2 separate regions of the Mus musculus genome follow, and region 1 is linked to region 2. A link is a contact called in public HiChIP or PLAC-seq data. All regions are on one chromosome and are shown on one strand. The core of a region is the stretch at or near the end of the contact, and the rest is flanking DNA. Distances in the headings are between cores, read along the strand shown.

What was found. HiChIP or PLAC-seq counts read pairs in DNA pulled down with a chosen protein or histone mark.
Region 1: a contact with region 2 is called in an HNF4G HiChIP or PLAC-seq map of pancreatic cancer cells. The contact joins two enhancer-like sites. A contact is called at or near these places in 2 of 484 Hi-C or Micro-C datasets (cortical neurons and nephron progenitors) and 2 of 115 datasets of contacts at active chromatin or transcription factors (microglia and pancreatic cancer cells).

The regions. Positions count from the first base shown.
Region 1 is chr13:94,150,130-94,156,434 of GRCm38.p6, reverse strand. The region is part of intron 2 of Lhfpl2 (lipoma HMGIC fusion partner-like 2); the gene reads right to left. Among named protein-coding and RNA genes, the nearest start is that of Lhfpl2, 95 kb to the right of the region's middle. Within about 2 kb of position 1,779, at least 106 of the 459 cell types and tissues checked have an H3K27ac peak or open chromatin away from gene starts, as enhancers often do. A contact at or near this core is called in pancreatic cancer cells, where this site is marked.
Region 2 is chr13:93,972,718-93,978,974 of GRCm38.p6, reverse strand. No RefSeq gene overlaps it. Among named protein-coding and RNA genes, the nearest start is that of Lhfpl2, 82 kb to the left of the region's middle. Within about 2 kb of position 3,099, at least 29 of the 459 cell types and tissues checked have an H3K27ac peak or open chromatin away from gene starts, as enhancers often do. A contact at or near this core is called in pancreatic cancer cells, where this site is marked.

The DNA.
Region 1 (6,305 bases), core at 530-3,029, 180 kb before region 2:
CTCTTTCGCTGCTCTGAGAAACTCCAGAAGGCTGAATGTTAAACTCATTTTGTCAGAATCAATTTGGGATGCACCAGCGGCCTTCTACACAGTGCATTCCCCAGACCTCTGCCAAGTCCTTGTTACCTTGGAGTTCACACCAACACTCAGTGTGAGTAACCAGTGGCTTCCCCCCCCCCCCCCTGACTGGGAGGGCTACCAGGGGCCCAGCCACCTCGGAGAGCAAAACAAACAACAACAAAAGGGACCCAGTTACTCTGGGTTTTAACTCAGTTCTGCAGGTTTTGCTCTTCCTGCACTGCCCCTCCCCCGCTTCGTCTCAGACATTCAAATGAGAAGTCCCAGAGAGCCTAGAGAGAGAGAGGAGAATGGCAACACCACAGGATAGCCTGGTCTACCCGTCCTGCTTGGGACCATATTTAACTTAGAATGGTCAGAAATGGGGAGCACCTTAGTCTCGATTGGTCATGGCTCTTTTGTATTTAAACTTTTTGGGTTTTTTGGTAGACCATGTCCTCTGCCTAGAAATGAGCAAACTAGGCAAGGTTCCTTGTTCATCGTCTGGGGCCCTGCCAGGAATGACGGCTTTTAGCTGTTACTTCATTCATACCAAAACAGTGAAAAATGATTGCCAATTTTTCAAATTTTAACATTATGAGCCTCTAGCCTATCAAAAGGGAGACCACACCACCTCTGATCCCCACCCCCTTAACCCAGCTTGGACATCAGTTACTCAGTAGCTCACTGAACTGCCCAGAGAACACAGTCCAAGGGATGGGCTCTGCAATGGTGGCCCATGGCATCCAAGACCATCCATCCCTGCCTTCTCTGCCTTCTCAGCCCTCACAAGCCTCTCTTCTTTCTCGAACCTGAAGCTGCCAGAAGTTTCCATCTCTGAACCACATGGTTAGTCCAAAAGTGGGCAGCTCCTCCAGGTAACTGCGCCCTTAGACACACAGAGAACACTACTAAAATGTTTTTAAACCAATGTGTTTGCTATGAGCAATTAGCTATGAAACTCTACCTGCTGTGGGCTTCCCTTCCAAGGTAGAGTCCATTGGTTCAACCCTCTTCCCACACTTCCAGTTTTCCAGACTGTCCTAAGTGCTAAACCCCTCACAGCCTCCAGCACCTGCTGTTATCATGTGTCAAAAACGGGGAGGTGAAGTGCTAGGCATATAAGTATATCGATAAATACTGGCCATTCTCTCCCAAGATACAGCATCCCTTTCTTAGATGCTGATAAATACTGACAACCAAGATACTCACATTTCAGCCAGTTCAGCACTAACCAATGATGACACACTTCTCAAAAACTCATTCTCTGGCTGGAAGCAACCAAGCTCCCATTGGCTGGCAGAGGCCTGCATAGAGGCAAGTACCTCTGTTCTTTAAAATTAAGTGTTTGCCAGTATCAACACCTGGAATTCTGCAGCAGGTGTCTTCATAAAACTGAGAGAGGCCTTTACTGGTGACCTCATCCTATAGCACGGCACCCCTGTGACAGGCCCGAATAAATGTGAACGGCAGCACTGTTCCCTGAAGCAGAGAGCCGCAGGCTGTCTCTGGAGGGCTCGCCCATCTCTGTGGCAATGGAGGTTAGGTCAGCATGAAGCTAGGCCATGCAGGAAAAGCTCTTGGAAAGAGAAGGCCCTAATGTGAAGACTCAGATGGAAGAACTTGTGAGACAAATGGCTGAACTTTTGCAATGCTAGAGTCCCAGGAAGAGAGGTCATCTGACAACATGAATCATGAATTTGCAAAACACAAGGGTTTATAAACGCATCGCGGTGTGAGTCATAGCCACAAACCGTTGATCTCTGGACGTCTTTGCAAACCCAGCCTCGTGAATGTAGCAGCGCTTCCAAAACCTCTAGTCATTCATTTCAATACTAGCTCACTGAACAATTTGATTTAAGACGTTACAAAAGTTAGGCCAGATGAGGTGGGGGCACATCTGGAATCCCAGCACTCTAGAGGCAGAGGCAGAAGCAGGCAAGTTTCAGTGAGTTTCAGGCCAACTGGGACCACATAGTGATCTCCTTCCCGAAAAAAAAAAAAAAAGTGTCAAAAATAAAAACAAACAAACAAAACACACAAAATTTACTAGTGAAGAAAAGAAAACACACTAACTGACACAAGTGAGAGTCACTTTCCCCAGGACAGCTTAAGTCATCACACAGACTATTTTTAATATACTATTCAAGGGCAATCCAGCATAAAACTAAACACCATGGGAGGTACAAGGTTGCCAGGACTAGAAACAATTTTAGCAATAATTTAGAAATGTATTGGAATTGTAAAACATATGCTTCTCTGAATTAAAGGTTATGAAAAAAATCCACACCCAGTCTCTAATAATCCTATCGGAGGCTATTTTTGGTGTCTTTTGGTAGCTATTTTGGTTCTTCAACGTGTTCAGTAAGTGGGCCACAGGAAGTCAAGGCTGCCCATGACTGCCCATTCTAAGGAGTCCATGTGTGTGTGGCACGGGGAGGCAGGCAGACACCTCCCTGCCTACACCATTTTCATGTTTATTCATTTCCTAACACGGCTCTCTGATGTAGTAAGATTATCAGCTCTCAGTTCTACCACAACTAAGCAGGTGTTCTGAGTCAGGGTCGCCCCTACAAGTTTCCTACTCCATGGCTACTTACCCTGAAGCTCCTATGTCAGACTTTACTGTTACTTTCATAGCACGAACCTCAAACTGACCACAGGACTTAGACCACACAAACTCACCCTTGGTCACTGACAGCGAGGCATCTGCCTAGAATCCCATGGGCAAACACAGTCCTTTCCTTAGCGTGGAGTTTGCTTTCAGTTAACTGTGGTCAATCATGGTCTGAAAGTCTTACATCGAAAGTTCCAGAAATAATCCCAAGTAGACGGAATGGTGTACCACTTTACTCTGTCCCCACCAGGAAGTGGGTCTTCCTTTGTTCGGCATATATACGCTGTATGTGGTGCCTTTCTGATATGTATACAATGTAACATTGAGAGAAAAAGAGACCGAACGCACACTCACGTGATTTTCATTATGATGTCCCTCTAACTGTTCTATTTGATTATTCGTTATTATTATTATTAACTTTTCCCTGTACCTGATTTGTAAAGTAAATACATCATATGTCTGTACACAGAAGAAAATGCAGAGTTCCACGTAGGTTTCGGTTCGATCTGAGCCTTCAGACATTCGTTTGGAACCTTGGGATATATTCTTCGTAGCTTTTGACGACGGCCGTGTAAGAATGAAGTCTACTCTTGGAGGGCCGTGATTGTGTCTGACTGGTTTTTAAAAACAATGTCCTAAAGTTGCCAGCCTGCCAATGGTGTTCTCTCAGCCTTATAGTCACCCGTTTTACAACCAGCCATGAGTAAGGTCTTGGTGACTCAGGGTGACACTTCTTGGCATAGACTCGTGGATTCTCATCTGATTATTCTCCCCTTCTTTGCCACAAGAACCTACGGCTAAGACGGCTAAGTGAATTAACTTAGTGGAGGTACAAATGTCAGGGGGTACAAAAAAATCATGAAAAACATCTCAAAATGCATTATTCCTAAAAAATTAAAATTAAAAGTTCAACAATGAACGAAATGTCAACATTTTACATCAAGACAGGGATTCTCACTCTCAATGTTTGCTTTTACCTCGGCCTCCAACATTTGCCCTGAAGACAACAAATGCTGGGGATTTCTGGTGCCCTTTGGATTTGAGGCCTTACTTTGTCTTGGCTTTCATTTTAGGGAGATGTGGCGACAGGTCCAGCTGAGCTCTCTGGAGTTGCTCTGCAGGTGGGCAGTCCATGAGACTTCAATGGAAGAGCTGAGAAAGGGCCTCTGGGAAATCTCAATGATATGAGTCAGTGCTGACACTGGCCTGTTCCTCCAGGGACCACAATGGCCCCACTGCCCATCTCAGACTCAGAAAATGAAAACCCTGTGCTTGCTATGGTGGGTATTTTAGAGATACAAGGACCTTGGTGACATTACAGAACTAAGGTCTTAGTCCAGATAATCAGGATTTCTGGTTAACTGAAACCAATACAACCTTAAATTGCTTAAAGCACTACATCTGGGTTTTAGTTAATAATTGATAAAGGCAGTTCTTAATAGATATGTAATTTTCAAAAAGCAAAACACAATGATCAAACCCACCCCGTTAGTTAAATGGGCTGTTCTAGAGCTAGTGCTGTCTTTAATGCTTCTCTTCCAATTTTACTAATGGAAACCAAGTCAATGTGTTACCACCAAGTTCATCTCATCTCCTTCCCAAACAGTGACAGGGACAAAACTCAAGGCAGGCCAGTGATTAGAAATGTCCCCTGGCCAGTGACAGGGAACACTAATGCCTGCTACATACAGACAGGTGGGCACATCACTTCATGTCAAGGTACCATCCATCCATCCTGGTGCAACTGGATGGTGTGTCAGCTGATCACGGGGGCTTGCCTCCTGCATCTTCTTCCAGGCCCCTCAGAGCTGTACTCATGAGCAAAGTTGACTGAAGCCCTTTGCCTCCTCAGCACCTTAAGGCCCACATCTCTACCAGAACAAGCACTTAGGTCTAAGTCCAGATAAAGAAGCTAGGCGACATCTTTCCTATTCCTGATACTCTCCTGTACCAGAGGAACGGCTCAAGAGTAGGATCTTCGTGGCAGTGAACACTGCCCTTTGCTGTGAAGCTCTGTTCTATTCCTTACCAGAGTAACTCAAAACATGGGTACCAAGTGCTGCCTGGTGCGCTTCCTGAGAATGCCTGTGACAGACACACATGAGACAAAATCAGAAGCAACAAGCAGCAGGGCTTGCTCTAGGCTGTGGACTCTGGGGTTAAGGGAGACTCTGGGGCACACGGTGTGAGGGAACAAGTGAGCAAACCTGGAGTCCCTGACATCTGTACACAGAAGGAGAGGGGGCCCTCTGTGACCAGGACAATAGGAGTGCTTGAACAGTGCCTCTGGAATCAAGGGCAGAGGCCCTTCTCCAGCAGAATGAAAGCAAGCATTGCCTGTCATTCTCTCTCTCTCTCTCTCACGCAGGCTAAGTAATAAACCAAGGGGCCCAAACCGTAATCTGCAGGATTGTCTCTGAAAAGAGGGGAAGGACTCTGCCAAGCCCTTACTCCTGAAAATGTTTCTTTTCACTCCCAGAGTGCGAGCAGCCTTCTTGGAAGCTTAAGGCCTCGGGTCCATCACTTCTCCCCAGACCTTCTGATTTTAAAACAGGGCTTTGAAAGAAAGAGCAAATGAAAGAGACTGAATCCATGTAGCTATCTGTCCCCTGGCCAGTGGAGATGGGTCAAGAAACGCTCTAGCGGGGAGACACAATGGCCTTCTGGGGAGTCAGGAGAGTGGGGATCATTCTAAGGATGACAGGCTGGGAACTGTGGTCAACCCACTCATGGGATAAAGAACTAGGGTACAGGGACCCATGCACATGGGTCCCTGGCCTAAAATGTATGAGTGGAGACAGATGCCTGACTCAAAGCACTCTGGGATCTATCACAGTCACCAAGGGCTGTCTGTCAAAGGTTGTAGGGGCTAGTTTCCTCAGGCCTGGGCTCAGCAGGAACTCCCTGGCTACCAATGGAAGCCAGAAGCATCCCAGAGAATAACTACAAATGGAGGAGGGAGGGCCAGACTAGAAACCCAGAGACTAGCAGGAGGTCCCCAGTCAGACTGCTCAGGGAGTTCCCCCATGGATGAGGAGGCCATCCATCAGAAAGGGCGTTGTTGGGGCCTAACAGCTCTAACGGCCATGACTCTGTGATTCCATGCTCTGGAACCTCACCCCTCCACAGCGGTGACTCGTCCCACCTCTCGGTGACTGCTGCTGTTTTCCTTTCCTGAGCACCCTTACCATTCAAGGCAAGCTAGCAATGGAAAAGCAGAACTCTAGATGAGGCCCTGTCTTCCCTATATTTCATGTCACTAAAATGGATTCAGATGTTTAGGGCAATCAATGGCCTAAGCGTTAGCCTCCAGATGGCTATCTGAGGCCTAGGGCCTCCTCTGCCCAGGCTGTAGGAGACTTCATGAGCAGTAAATGGTGCCATGAAGTACTTCCACTATCCACAAGGCAGAGCTGGGAACTCTCTCTATTCCTGTCACACAAGGGCAAGAGAAGAGTAGGGTAAGGCCCAAGGACAAACACTGTCAAAATCACAGAGGCCACACAGGTGACAATCTCCTGAGGCATCTATCTCACTGCAAGCTGAGCCAGTCTATGAGACTATTAAGAGTCCCGGAGGGGGGTGGGGGTGGGGGAGGAGAACAGCCCACCGTGTCACGTCCCAGAGCAGC
Region 2 (6,257 bases), core at 1,850-4,349:
AACCAGGACCTTGCATGTTCTTTGCCAAGGTGGGTCATTCCCGTCAAGTATTGGCCGTGACCTGGCATGGTCAGCAGACTGAGGTTGACGTATCTCTCCAGTGGCAGGCTTCTTTGTAGGTTGCCAGGCCACCTCCCATTTCCTCCTTTTATGTTCAGAAAAATCCAAGCCGCCCAGTGAAGCTCATTTACCTTAGCGGCATCTCGGGACCAGTGTTAGCAGCGTGCTATGAGTGTGAAGCTGTGCTCATGGGAAATACAGAAGGATAGCCACAAAATGATGAAGACAGTCACCTACCGGATAGTGTGTCACAAGGCTACGATTCTGTGCCACCATCCCACCGAGAGCACATGCAGACACCAACCCTGGGAATTTCACCTGAAAAAGTCCACATTTCTAACCATCTGGATAGTGATTGGAGAAAAGGACCCTTGAATCCCTACCCCACACTTTGGGATAAAATTAATACTAAACATATTAAAGACAAAAAATTTTAAAGTCAAAGAACACACACACACGTGCTTAAAAAAATCATGAGAAAATTAATCTGTCCCCAAATATTTTTTCATGAAGAAATTATCATTAGTAAATTCAAAAGGCAAATAATAAACTGGAAAACTCACATTAAGGCAGAAAATTAATTTTGCCTCCCCTCCCCCCAGTTCTTATAGAAAGGGAGCTGCAGACCAATAGAAATATAGGTAAGACTTGAGGACACAACTAATCCCAGAGGAGTACACACACAAGGGATACTCACCGAATGCTCAGAGAAATGCAATCTTAAAAACACAATTCGATTATACTTTTAAAAGCAGCTTGTTTTTGAAAGTCATTAAAGCATCATGCTTTACTCCTGGGGTTAGAGAGGTAAGAAAACTGGAGGGTATCATTTTTATTTTATACAGTAAGGCTGACTGCTAGGGGAACTGCCTTCCCTTGCACCTCAGGATCTCATAACCTTCTTGATAGAGTGTGCACTGTGGTTCAGGGGGCTCAGAGCTCATTCAGAGCTCATTCTCAGTATCTCACAAGCGCTGGTTACTAAGAAATGCACAGGACTTGCCTTTTATTCTGGTGTGCTGCCCCAGGGCGGAAAGACCTCCTGAGGTCAAACAAAGGAACAATTCAAAATACTGGCATTGGCCTTGAGAAAGTACGCAACATTAAAGGTGGGGAAGTGAACCTTCCAAGTCTAATTAGAGCCTGCACTTATAATTCCCAAGCTTTGGCGTCCAAGATGAGAAAAGGACTTACTGGGTTTCTGTTTTTGAAAATGTTACCGGGCTTGTAACGTTATATAATTGCCCATTCCCCAACAAGCCAGGTGCAGCCACCTGTCCTCAATAAACCAACTAAAAGAACCAACAGAATAGTGGAGAGCAGAAAAGAGTGATTTATTCAATGTGGCACACTGAGAGGCAAAGAGACCCAGTGTCACCCCCACATCACCTCCGAGTCTATCTTCAGGGTCCTAACATGAGGGTGAGGTTTAAATAGAAGATAAAATAGACAGATAGTTAAGCAGTCTGACTGGCCACTGAGCGGCCCTGACCATCACTGTCTAACTTCCAAGTTGAGATGTAAATTTTCTCCTCTGACACACAAGTTCACCCTCTAGCAGACAAGTTCCTCTTTCAGACACCCCAGTGCACTTTAGACGTCTCTTCTCCCAGTAGAGCCTTGAGGGGATTTGTGAAGTCTACTGGCTCAGAGAGCCAAAGAGAGAGCTACAGATGTCATTTTCGACTGCCTTAATTCTTCCCAGACAAGCTGATTACAGTAATAGACCCCTGGGTATGTTTTGTTTTTTTAAAATGTGTAATAGGACTTCTTAGGAAATTCAATTTCTGCTTGCTTAATACATATTGTTGAGTATTGCCAAGATTAAAAATAAGAGGGATGGACAGGATGTGGTCAGTCGTAGAAAGTGACTAACCGTACGTTCTTTTTTTTTTTTTTGGTTTTTCGAGACAGGGTTTCTCTGTATAGCCCTGGCTGTCCTGGAACTCACTTTGTAGACCAGGCTGGCCTCGAACTCAAGAGATCCACCTGCCTCTGCCTCCCGAGTGCTGGGATTAAAGGCGTGCGCCACCACGCCCGGCTAACCGTACGTTCTTAATGGCTGAAGCAGACACATCTTTCCAAGAGGCGTATCCCTGAGAAATTTTCACCATTATGTTTAATATATAACAAAAAAATCTGTTTATTTTCATTAGTATGCATATGACCGTTTGTCTGCATGTGTGTACGTGTATACATCTGCATGCTCATGACCCTGAAGGCCAGAAAAGGGTGTCAAATCCCTGGCTGGAGTTATGGATGTGAGCTGCCATGTGGGTGCTGAGAACTGAACCTGGGTTCTGCAAGGGTAGCCGCAGTGCTCTTCACTGCAGATCGGTCTCACCCACCTTGACTCCCTTCTGTGTGATGATAAGAGTTGGTGAGACCACTTGTGCTGGCAACTCTGTCTGAACGATTTCTATCATTGAGCTTAACAGTCACAAGAAATTACAATCTGTTTACATACTTTTGTGACAAAGAATGACAAAGTGATTTAGAAATAAAAAAGGTGTTCCGGCGCTTGGATTTATTACACCAGACGTAATAAATATTCCTGTGGGGAAAGGGGATGGGTTCTACATTCAACATGTGTAAAGTTGCCTAGTACTGGAGAGTAGCTTGTTGGTGCAGTATAAAGTGGGTAATAGCAGATATAGAATGGCTACTTGAGTACATTTTTAATGATGTAAGAAGATCAGTAAAAGGATGTGAGGAGCTTTAAACATGTCTACTTATAACATGCTGGAAAATATACATTTTGTTGAAGTAACTTTTTATAGCTACAAAGAGAAAGGGCTGATTTTCAGTTCTTTGGAAGACAGGACAACTAGGTAATTTGAACTATTGCCCTCAGGAACAGCTGACCAGAAATCTTAGCAGGTGAAAACCTCATCCATCAAGAGATGAGCAATTTATCAATGACAGGGAGAAACAGAAAGCAGTAAGCCCTGGTCTGCCTTCTCGGTCTAGGTAGGGAGGTCCAATCTAGGCAGGCTGCCTGGAGGGAGTGAGTCACAATAGACCTTGGCAGAAGCAGTGCACCAATAAAGAACGCAGCCTAGCCTCTCAGGAATGCAAGACAAACCCCATGCCATGAAATACTCCCTGCCACATCCTCTGGGGTTGCACAGCCTTCTGACATCTCCCTCTGCCTTCCCACCTCGAATCCCTGCAAATCTCCCGCTTTCAAACGCCCCTCTGACTGTCTCTTGACAACTTGCCTAGTCCCTGCTGTCTGAGATGTCAGTGAGTACTGCTCAGGTTTGGTGCAGGAGCATGCCACTGTATAAAGGTTCCTTTGCCCTGACAGCTTGGAACCTTTTCTTTTTTTCGTGTGCTATACCTGCTTCCTAGCTTGGTGGAGACACATTCAGCCCCAGGTGGGCTTACCCTAAAACCTGTGTTCTCAATTAGCACATGTTAAAGCCAAAGGGTTGTCATTAGTAGTTACACCTGGCCAACCAGGGAAACCAGGACTTCCCTGGTCATCCAAGCTACGGGCTTCCTATTAAGAAGGAAGGAAGAAGAAAACAGCTCAAAATATTAGATTTATGGGAAGGGCCATGCCAGAGCAGCAATTAAACCCGTGAGATCTGGGCCCAGTTGGTAGAATGCTTGCCTTGCATGCATGAAGCCCTGAGTGTCATTAATCCCCGGTACTGCATAAACAAAGGACAGTGATTCACATCTATAATCCCTGTACTTGAAGATAGTGTGACAAGATAGCCAGAAGTTCCATGTTCTCCTCAGCTTCATAGTGAGTTCCAGGCTGTCCTGGGATACATGAGACCATGTTTCCAAACACCACCAGCCCTGGGAGACCTGGACTAGAAATGGCCCTTGTCACCATTGACCTGTATGAGAGGGATGCACACTGAGAATGGATGGCTGTTGTGTTGATACTATGGCAGCACCAGACACCACTGGGGGTAGAAGAACAGCTAGCGACCTACTGTGATTAGGGAGTACAGAAAACTCCAGGTGGATAGATGGGCTTGGTGGGGACATAATACATTGCCTCTTTTCTAAGTAACCTGAGAACACAGGTCACAGGACAGGTCCGTTTGAAGTTGGGACCAGGGATGGTATAGGAAAATGTCTAAGTAGACAGTATTGAACGAGGTTTGCTGAGATGAGGGATCCTTTGTGGGCCACCACTGCTAGGCCGGGTACTCAGTACTCAGTGTGGGACAGTCCCACGTGCATCTCCCTTTCAGCTTTCGCCAAGAACATATGGCATGATTTCCTGTGCTTCACCCAGTATGGAATGTCCTGTTGGCCGATTGTTTGTCTGGATTGTCTTTTTACTTTTGAGGTTACAATTACACTGTTTCCTCCACCCCTTTACTCTCTATAAGCCCTCCCATAAACCCTCTGTGCCTTGCTCTCTTTCAAATTTGTGGCCTCCTTTCTCATTGGTTGAAATCTCTTTTAAAGGATATCACAGGGTTAGGGATGCAACCTAGTGATAGATCATGTGCTTAGCACCAAAGAGGCCCCGGGTTCAATTCCCAGTGCAGGAAAAAAAGAAGGGGAGGGAGGGTGGATCATTACAGGACATAGGCAAAACCAGAGATAAAAAGGATAACTCTGCTCTTAACGCAGTTCTTGTGTAGACCAGGGTCTTCACACACATCATTTTACCCATGTCTGCACAGAGTCTGGCAAATGGACTGGTGGGCATGGTCCATTTCGCATAAACATCCCTGAACATCCTGACCAGGCTACTGAAGTCTGTACAGTTTATAAGAGACCAATCTGACAATTTCCCTCAGTTGCATGGGGAGAATTATAAGATTGTTCCAGTCACACATACCAGGAAAATATTCCATTCCAAGATTGACTTAGAACCTTTACCAAACTCTCCAGTATTCCTGTCTCTAGAATCCCAATTCCATACACTTTACCAGCTTCTTCTCCCATTCCTTCCTGTTATAGATACTAGCATGATCTATTCTGTGTGTTTAAAAATATTATTAATATTCTATTAATATATTATTCTATATTATAATATAATTATCTAACATAATAATCTTCTACTAATATATTCATATAATGCCAAACCCTTTCCCATCAGTGGCTCCCTTTGACTGGACTTCTTTCCCTTGGCTCATTGGCTCATTCTCGTCTCTGAGGCCAAGAGTGATGTCTGTGGGAACTCTGCTTAACTCCCCATGTAAAGTGGCCCTGCATATTTCTCTATAGTACAGCATCCTGCTTATTTCTTGGGTAACACAGCCCAACCTGTAATCATCTTGTTCATGATATACTTTCGTATACTTATGTATAATTTTACATACTCACTGTACCTTTTACTCTATAATCATGCCTACTTTGCTATGATGTAATCCCATAGGTACCAGATCTACCTTTCCACTGCTGCTATCCGAATGTGTGGTGCATCAGAGGTACTCAGCAAACGTTGCTTAATGGCTGCAACGGGGAAGCAACTCTTACTGGGAATGCTTGGTCTGTGACTGTGGCCAACTACCTAGGGAAGACTAAAAAATGGTTTTGCCACTGAAGAAGTCAATCCTCAATTCCTTTTCTATTCTGTGCTTATAAAATTATTGTGCTGGCTGGTTTTATCTCAACATGACAAAAGCTAGAGCTATATGAAAGGAGGGAACCATTATTGAGAAAATGCCTCCATAGGATCCAGCTGTAAGACATTTTCTTTGTGATTGATGTGGGAAGGCCCAGTCGGTTGTATAGGTGAGGGCATTCCTGGGCTGGAGGCCCTGAGTTCTAAAAGAAAGCAGGCTGAGGAAGTTGTGAGGAGGAGCAAGCCAGTAAGCAGCACCTCATCATGGCCTCTGCATCAGCTCCTGTCTCCAGGTTCTTGCCCTGTTTGAGTTCCTATCTTAACTTCCTTCAGTGATGAACAGGGACCCAGAGTACTAGTAACTCTAATGAGGACAATTATTATGCTTTGATTCCAAGACTTTATTCTAGAAGTTGTAGTTACCCAATCACTTGCCTAGCTGGAGGTATCCTATATGAGGAAAAAGGACCACCATCCACTTGGAAGGAGTTTCTGATTCCTACCCTTAAGCTCACAGGGGTACATAGTCTGTAGTGGGTAAACTGCTCAGACCCACGACCTCCAAACTATACCAAAAATGTGGTGCTTGACTTCCTCAAGAGAAGACCTCACGTGCTTTGATCCAACTCTAATGGTGCAGTTGTGAAGAAGC